Linked DNA regions of Sus scrofa: regions 2 and 3 are each linked to region 1. The links are chromatin contacts, called in public HiChIP or PLAC-seq maps. All regions are on one chromosome and are shown on one strand. Each heading gives the region's core, a stretch centred on a gene start, on an enhancer-like site or on the middle of the called end of the contact. The rest is flanking DNA. Distances are from core to core; before and after follow the strand shown.

Region 1 (2,834 bases), core at 236-2,735:
GACAGCTGCTGGGCTCCCAGGACCGTTTTCCATAACCACAATATGCCAGGATATTCCTTCAGAACAGCTTTCAGTGTTTAAAAATATGTCACAGAGCTGACATCGAGGCCCTGGCTCATGAACCAACAGGCTTTTACATTTTTATCTTTAAATATTTCCCAGTAGGTGAATTACCCAAATTAGTCAATACCAGAACCCCAAATGACTATGTCTGGCCAGCTGAGTGTGACACCAAAATGCCTGACCGCATAAGCCATCTCTCCGCAAAGCCCCTGTAACAGGACTGTCTGCAGGCGCTGAAGGGCTGCAATTGTGCTGTGACGGTGGAACACCGAGGCTGAAGGTTACAAACTAACAAACGCGTGTGTAGACACATGGAACACGCCACCCTCTGCGTCTCACACAGACCTCAAAGTTACCGTGAATACCTAGCATGTGTAAAAATGTTATTTCCACCCGTATCAATTTTTCATCAGGACACTTCATTCGCCGGGCTGCCCACTGCGGTAGGCTTTGCTGGCAACTTGGGTTAAAGACGTCATTTAGTCAAGAGTGATTTTGGACCGATTCACTCGTTTCCTGGGATAATGCCACATTGTGAAGTTCATCTCCGTTTTGGTGTAAATACGGAAGAATGCTGTAGAAATGTTCAGCTGAGAATCAACTGGACTTACTGTCCTTCTCAGAAAAGGCCCTTGCACAATTATCCCACCGTGTCATTGGCTGGCACTTTTTGGGTGACATTTCGGAGGGCCCTGAGCTCCAATCAGGTTGTTGGAAAAGAGAGGAGGGACATTCAGAGGTGCCTCTGCGGGTCACCTGGCCCATGAGAAGCCAGGTCAAGAGGCCTCAGTATCATTACGTAAACCACTGAGCATCTCAAGTTCATATCACTCTCTACAAGAGTGACAGCACTTTTCCGTAGAACAGAAAAAGGCCTGGGAGAGAAATGTTCTTTCTGAACGACACATGTGGTCCTTTTAGAGGCAAAATTCCACGGCCCTTCCTGCATACCTCACCCTCATGCCAAACTGCATGGCCCCCACTAGAACATAGAAGCTTCCAGAAATGCTGTCAGCTGTGACCGGGCCCAGCTGCTCAATGAGATCTTGGCTTGCAGAGCTGGCAACCCTGCCCTCTGCTGCCTGGTCATCCCTCCAAGCGCTGCATTTGCTTCTCGGGCCGTGCTTTCCATGGGATGTGGACAAACTGCAGCCCATTTAGAGATGCGTGACTGAGATGCTAAGAAGGTGTGAACGGTCTTGTGTGAAGAGCAGGGGAAGGAGCCGTTATTGCTGCCTTGGCGTTTATCTGCAGCCTTGGGGAGGGTCTGGTCACCATCTGCACATGTCCCGTGGTGGGCGGGCCGGGCACACTCTGGGTGATCCCAAGAGGCAGGAAGAACTGGAGCCGGAGGGAGCGGGCTAGCGGAGCAGGGCCTTCGCTCAGCCGGGCTGTGCCTGGAGGAATGGACAGCCATGTGGGCAGCGTGCTCCTGCCCCTGGAGGAGACCGGCAGCGGCCAGGAAGGCACCTGGCAGGGGAGCCCTGAGGGAGCTTGTGAGTCAATGATTCTATAAATAATAGTACCTTGGATTGATACATTTAAAGATGGGCTGTGGCAGGTCAACCAACTGGAATAGATACAAATAAATGTTCCCGCAGGATGGGTCACAAAATACCTCCAGAGCCTGGTCCATAGTAGAATGGTTTCTGCTATTGCTGGAGGCAGCCCTCTGCCCTGAGCACATGCCCCCTCCTCAGTGGGTGATGCCTCCCAGAGCCTGTGCTGTCCCGCAAGAGAGCCCTTCCCATGTCCCCGATGCCATCTCCCAGGGCGTGGCAAAGGCGCACTCACCCTGTGATTAGGACCTTTTAAATGGCACACGCTCTTGAACTAGACCTGAAGATGCCCTGGGAGGATGCACACAAGGGATCCTCGCCGGCCTCCAGGAGGCAGTGCGCAGGCCTCCTCCCATCTCTGGCCTTGATGTGTCTCCTACGCAGAAAGAGAACTGGCCTGGATGGCAAGCGCCCCAGGGCCCTTCGCGCTCTCACAAGTGGCACAGGGGATGAAATGCTGCCTCCCGCCAGCCTCCTGCCCAGTCATGTGACAGCCAGTTCTCGGGAACGACACCCCCTGCACCCTGTCCGCCCAGTCTAATCTGAGGCCGGCCAGCAAAGCAGCTTAGCTGGGGATGAGCCTCGGGACACACCTTTCAGGGCTGCTGTTTGGAAGATGCACATTTCATCAGCGGCTGCAGGACAGGGTTGAGTCTTGCTGCCCACTTGGGGTTTCGATCTTTGAAGGATGTCCTTTCCATTATGACTTGATTTCAGGAATCGAAAGATAAAGATAAGGGCCCTCCCCTCTGACCAGCTTTTGGCATCCGCTGTAGGGACGGTCACTGGTGGGTGAGAAGTGAGAGGGGTATGTGCCAGAGCACGAGCGGAAGCTGCCCGCTCCGGTCCAGTGGGGCTGGGCCCTTTCCATCCTCGCCTCCGCTGCTTGCCCCTCTTCCCCCGATCCTACTCACTACTGCGAGCTCCTGAGTTTTGTGTCTTTGGATGGGCATTTCTAATCCCGTTTTTGACTAATGAACTCCATGCACGGTTATCTATAATTTCACAAACCCCCTACAATTTAAAAAAAAAATCATTTTATCATTTTTGCATGGCTTATGGTAAAAAAAGACTTTTAGTTAAATATTTTATAAGGGTATATTATTCAAAGATTATATTAAATGAGCATTAAAAGACAATTTTTAATAATGTTCACTATATGTAAGGACACATTTCAACGTTTTCTCATTTAACAGGTTATACACAACATTT
Region 2 (3,055 bases), core at 201-2,700, 150 kb before region 1:
AAACATTCTAAAATATTCATGAAACATGGGACCAGGCCTGACTGTTAACATTGCAACTGGTTCCCTCCAATGAAGTGACAAATGGGCGCCAAGCGCTGTCATCTGTCCCTTTGATCTTTCCAGGTCCCGCCAGTGAGTGGAGGGGGGACACGGCGGCCTGGGGAGGCTGCAGAGGAGGGGGCCAGAGCGGAGCTCTCCCGGTGGCTTCTCTTTGCATGTAAGAGGGCGAGAGAACAGTGCATTTCTTCAGCCTAGGAGGCAAAATAATTGATTCTCCAAGTCTTACTCAAAAGTGATTAGTGGGGGGCCCTGGGGATTCCACTGCACCGCATGAACCTCCTTTGTGAAAGAAGCATTGTTATATATACAAATCTCAACGCATGGCACAGGCAAAAAGCAAGATGTCTAAAAAAAGGAAATTGGCCTTGGAAAGAAAATACGAAAAAAAAAAAAAAAAAAAAGAATAAAATGAACTCCTGGCTTCCTTGGTTAAGAGCTTCTTCAGAGCTCCTAGACACGCTGAGCAGGAGCCACGGTGCAAAATTGCTGCAATTTAACAGGGCATCTAATTAAAAGGAGCGACATGAAGGGCCTTTTCTTCCTATGCTGGGTTTTGCTTCTTTCTGTGCAGGGTTCAAAAGTCTGACAACTCGAGGACAAAGAGTTATGTCCCTAAACAATAAAAAGCAGCATATTGGCTACTGAATTACTGGTTTTTATATCCTTCCGTCCAACAAATGTTCTGAGGCCTGCTATGTACCAGCTGCTATGCCAGGCGCCAGGTCACAGAGAAAAGCAAGACGCTGGCAGGCCCAAGGGGGCAGGAGAGAGTTTAAATCACTGACATGCGGTGCCACGTGGGCTAAGGCAGTGGTGCCTGTGGCCTCCCGGGAGGGGAGGGTCACCCAAGCGTAAGGACCCTTCCTCCTCCCTCCTCGGCTTCCGACCATCCTATTACCCCTACTTTAAAAAAGTGATGAGTTCAGGGAGCAAGGGATGGGGAGTGGTGGCTGAGCGGATCTGGGTTTCTTTCCAGGGGGATGAAAATGTTTTGGAACTGGATATCGATGGTGGTCCCCAAAGCTCGCCACTATCCTAAATGCTGCAGAATTGCGGGCACTTGAAAACGGTGCATCTTACGATTCTGTGTACTTCAGCACAGTGTTACAGAGGTAACATTTTCTGAGGTCAGATTCCACTGACGCTCTGCTGACAACTTCAAGGGTTACTGGACAATCGTGAGACGGGGCAGAAAGGGCTGGGGGACATCCGTAGACAGGGAAGCCGTCCCAGAGGCTGGCCACATGCTCTCATCCCGCGCAGTCCTGGCTCCCAGCTGGGCTTAAGCATCGGTGATGGGAGGAACCCATCAAGCTACATCACAGCCACCCTCTGAAAGGCCACCGCTCCCAAGAGCACATTCTCCGGAGCTTTGCGTGGTCTAATTTTAAACTCTCTCCCATGGCAGAGCAAGTAAAGAGCTACTCCTCCTCCCGAGAGGAGTCTGCTAGTGCATTCAAGTTCACTGCCAGAAGGTGGTCGCTGGGCTGTGCACGGTCACCTTCTTGCACCCCTCCAGGCCTCCTGCTTCCAGTGGTCCCTCCTCTTGGTGAGAGGGTTCCCTGGACCATGGATCTGGGGAGGCCACCAGGGGTGTGGGTGTGGAGGGGGGAGAAGAAAGGAGGAGGTGGACATGGAGCTTTCCCCCGAGCTGACAGAGACCCCCAAGCCCTTGGCTTTGAACAAACTGCCCAGCATTAAACTCCTTCCCTGACCCTTCCTGCGACTGCGCAAATATTTACGTCCCCTTTCCTGCAGCCGGCAGTCCGTCTGTTAACATGCTGGCCAGACCGGGACCTGGTGGCAGGGAACTGACCCAGAAGTATGTATAATCCTCTCTTCTAAATGTGCTTAATACCATTGATAATCTTGTCACATAAATCTCCCGGTTAGCAGTGAGCTGCAGCTATCGCCAGACTCCAAGAATCTTTCAGTAACGGATTCCGCCTCCTGTCATCTATCTCCTTTCTTATACCGTCTCAGCTGCCATGTTGCTGAGAGCTTGGAAGAAACGCCCTGACCTTTAAGCGCCCTGTTTCTCGGATCAGTCTCTCGCAGGTGAGGCCAAAGGAGCCCATCCACCGGTGGGCTGTGCCTCCCCGAGGACCTCTGGCCTCGCCCTGCTCCCCTGCGCCCCCTGCCGGCCACACCCTGCGGTGGGGTCCGGAGTCAATCTGCGCTTGCACGTCATCTCGGTTTGAGGTCAAGGATAATTTTCCACACCACGTGCTAGCGCCCCGGACTTTCTCTGTCCCCCCCCAGTCATCCCCCAGCCTCCGTGCCTGAAGACTCCCTCCAGCACTGCCAGTTTGGGGTTGCAGTGTTGTCCAAGGCTTGGTGGGGTAGGATTCGCCCTGACAGTTCAGATGTTCCTCCGAAGAAATTAAACCCGCGTCTGTTAAATCACTTCCGAGACGTACGTTAGCAGCGCGACCACCACCGGGCAGGGCCGATGTTTTCCAGATGAAGATTTTCTCCCTTCCCCCCCCCACGGAGGGCAAATGTGGGAGGAGGCTGCCTCTCCAGGGGAGCGGTGCTCGCTCTGCTTCCAACCCTGGAGCGGTTGAAGCATCACTGTCTTTCGAGTAGCACTGAAGCCTGCCCCACTCTGGGCTTTGGGCTGCCAGCTACCACTGGTAAACCATCGGCCTGCCATCTAATTTCATCGTTAGACTCGCGGGAACAGCTGGGGAGAAGGACCCAGAGCAGGCCTGCTAGGCTGAGGCTCCCTACCTGGGGCCCGCTGGTCTTTTCAAACAGGCCCCTAAGCCGCAGCTTACATTTAAAGGGTCGAGGCAGGTAGGAGGGTCTGGAGAGGTCTCCGGCCCAGGGCGGGCCTGCCTCGGATCTCCGGGACCAGCACAGTTCTGATGTTGTGCACAGTGACCTGCCAGAACTAACACGGTCCAAGGGCCCCCTTTGAAGCTGAGGAGTGGCTGAGACCACGGCTCTGGCATATTCTTCTCCTTTCAATTATGATGAGATAGAGAGGCGC
Region 3 (2,825 bases), core at 30-2,529, 170 kb before region 1:
ATTGCCCAGTACCCAGTGGAGCACAGAGGGCGGATGTCCAAATTCAGTGTCTCATTTGCCCATTGGCAAGTGTTGTGACGTTGTTTCCTGAGAAATCAGGGGTCTATGAGCTGCAGGATGGCTGGCCACTTCAAGCTGGCCCAGGACGGCAGACCTTCCCACGTTCTGATCTTGCTCAGTTAGTGGGGTGCTGTCCCCAAGGGCCGGGCTGAGATAGCTCCTGAGATCCAGTCCCACCCTCCTCCAGAAATCAGACCCTCTGGAGAAAGGACCCAAGTTTAAACAAGCATCTTTTATTTTTTTAATTAAAGCATTTTTTTTTTTTCCTTTTTAGGGCTGCACCTGTGGCATATGGCAGTTCCCAGGCTAGGGGTCAAATCAGAGTGACAGCTGCTGGCCTACATCACAGCTACAGCAACATGGGATCTGAGCCGTGTCTGCGACCTATACCGCAGCTCACGGCAACACCAGATCCTTAACCCACCGAACAAGGCCAGGGATCAACCTGCATCCTTGTGGATACTAGTTGGGTTTGTTACCCCCGAGCCATGACAGGAACTCCTGAACAAGCATCTTGTCTTAGAACAGTTGCCTGGAGCTGTCCCTTGGTTGGGAGGGACAGTCCCTGGCTTATAGCCCATGGCTGTGGCCTTCCTGACCCCTGTGGCTTGCCAAAGATGCTCCACTGACCTCACCCAGGACCCTGGGCAGGTGGGGAGAAGGCTCCCCCGGGTGGGGTGGTCACGCTGACTCAGGGTCAGCCTTGGGACTGACCAGGACAGAATGTCTCCAGGAGGGCCCTGCGCGGCCTCTGTAGCCAGCGCTGTTACTAAGAAAAGCCCAAGGAGAAAGGGTAACTCAACACGCCTGCCCTGGACAGGCCTGTGGTGGGAGGATGGGCAGATGACTCAGGAGATGCTCTGGGAGGCACAGGGATGGTGTCACATCCAACTGTCCAGCACGCTAAGCCCCTTATTTGACAGGGGGAAGAGGTCCTGCCTTCCGGTTGTCTCCAAATCCTGCGGAAACCAGGCATGGTCCAGAGGGGCCCTAGGGAGTGGACAGCCGGTGCCTGTCAAAGGTTCTGGGGACCATGGACACCCTCGGGAACACTTGCTGTTGCCCCCTGGCCCCTGTGTGAGTGGGTGTCTCTAGGGCAGTGATGCCATGGCCACGGGCTCTGTCCCCCCCACCTCAGCCTGGCCATTTACCCTCCTCTGGACCCAGAGCCTCCAGGGCTTTCTTCTCTGGGTGACACTGAAGCAGTAGCTGTCATCTGAGCCCCTTGTATGTCCCACACCGGGGAGGCTCGGGTGTTTCTGGTGTGGCCCATAAGAGATCAGAGCGTAAACAAATGGCGTGCTAGGATTTGGGGTGGAAATCCCTGAAGACAACATGAAAAAGTCATCAGACAAGACCAACTGGGCAGAGTGGGGGGCTAGCCTGAGACCCTGAAAGCCAGAGATGCCTTTTTCAGTGGGTGGGTTGTTACGGACCCACATTCATATGTTGAAATCCTAACCCACCATGTGATGCTATTAGGAGGTGGGGCTTTGGGGAGGTAATTGGGTTATGAGGGTGGGGCCCTCATGCATGGGGTTAGTGCCCTCATTAAAGTGAACCGAGAGAGCACTCTAGCCCTCTCTCTGCCGTGAGAAGGCACAATAAAAGGTGGACAGTCTGGAAGCTGGAAGACAGCCCTCATCCAACCTCAGCCAAGCTGGCACCTTGATCTTGGACTTTCAGTTCCCAGAACTGTGAGAGATAAACATCTCTTGTTTATAAGCCACTTGGTCCAGGGTATATTTGTTATAGAAACCAGAACTGACTAAGGCAGAGTTGCACTCATGTTTTTTACTGGGCATCTCAGCCCCGGTGGTTTTGCCTAAAGGAATTTGTTCTTATTCCAGACTGTAGAAGCTGGAAGGAGATGGCAGTGAGATGGGGAAGACAGCTTAGCTCTCCTAGAGCCTGGCTCCATCCTAAATCCCACCCCCCTGCAACCGCCCCAGGGACTGAGCTGGTTCCCTAAAGGGTTTGCCCTTATCTGAGGGTGTCACTGACAAACACAGCATGGTTTAATAAGACCCCAGACCCGCCAGTGCTTCCCTGTGGAAAGCAGAGGCTTGAAATTATATGCCTGTTCCAGTGTGGAACTTTGCTCCCTTATAGCCACGTAAATTACTTCATCTCATTTAACTGCCATTAGCAAATTATTAATCTAAATTCACACACCCAGAGTGAAATTACTGAACTCAGACATTTTTCTATCAAGGATGCTTTCCTCCCAACCAAAGCCCATTTAAAATGTGTGCGAATTTTAGCAGCCTAGCCAGTCTTGCATCCCCGCTTGCTGAGCCTCTCAATAGCCCTTGCAGGCGTTTACAAGCTCGTCTCCCTTTTTAATGGTGCTTTTTTTGGTCTAGTTTTCGAGCACGTGAATATTTATGGGGTTGGTACAGTACAGGGGAGGGGTCTGGAGCCCAGACTTGGAGGTCATTGGAGGTTAGACACATCCAGATTTAAATTCCAAAGAGTCTGAATATTACCTAACCACAGATTTCTGTCCCCAGGCCTTAGTTTTATGATCTGTGAAGTGGGAATAAGAGGACTTACAGGGTTGCTGTGAGACTTCAATGAGATGACGCAGAGTGCTCAGATATGCCACAAGCAGGCAGGAATGATGGCTGTCGTGGCTGCTGTTATTCTTAGCTAGTCAAGGTGGACAGGGTCAGAGGTGGCCTCTTCTGCTCTCTGACTCTGGGACAAGAATGTGATAGGGGCCCAGAGCAGACTCTGGCCAGGAGGTTCTGGGTGAGCCAGGT

What was found. HiChIP or PLAC-seq counts read pairs in DNA pulled down with a chosen protein or histone mark.
Region 2: an H3K27ac HiChIP or PLAC-seq map of skeletal muscle shows a contact between it and region 1. The contact joins two enhancer-like sites. A contact is called at or near these places in 2 of 2 datasets of contacts at active chromatin or transcription factors (alveolar macrophages and skeletal muscle).
Region 3: a contact with region 1 is called in an H3K27ac HiChIP or PLAC-seq map of skeletal muscle. The contact joins two enhancer-like sites. A contact is called at or near these places in 1 of 47 Hi-C or Micro-C datasets (embryonic fibroblasts) and 1 of 2 datasets of contacts at active chromatin or transcription factors (skeletal muscle).

The regions. Positions count from the first base shown.
Region 1 is chr3:115,138,261-115,141,094 of Sscrofa11.1, forward strand. No RefSeq gene overlaps it. Among named protein-coding and RNA genes, the nearest start is that of KLHL29, 200 kb to the left of the region's middle. Within about 2 kb of position 1,486, at least 6 of the 83 cell types and tissues checked have an H3K27ac peak or open chromatin away from gene starts, as enhancers often do. A contact at or near this core is called in skeletal muscle, where this site is marked.
Region 2 is chr3:114,988,736-114,991,790 of Sscrofa11.1, forward strand. No RefSeq gene overlaps it. Among named protein-coding and RNA genes, the nearest start is that of KLHL29, 53 kb to the left of the region's middle. Within about 2 kb of position 1,451, at least 4 of the 83 cell types and tissues checked have an H3K27ac peak or open chromatin away from gene starts, as enhancers often do. A contact at or near this core is called in skeletal muscle, where this site is marked.
Region 3 is chr3:114,970,717-114,973,541 of Sscrofa11.1, forward strand. No RefSeq gene overlaps it. Among named protein-coding and RNA genes, the nearest start is that of KLHL29, 34 kb to the left of the region's middle. Within about 2 kb of position 1,280, at least 4 of the 83 cell types and tissues checked have an H3K27ac peak or open chromatin away from gene starts, as enhancers often do. A contact at or near this core is called in skeletal muscle, where this site is marked.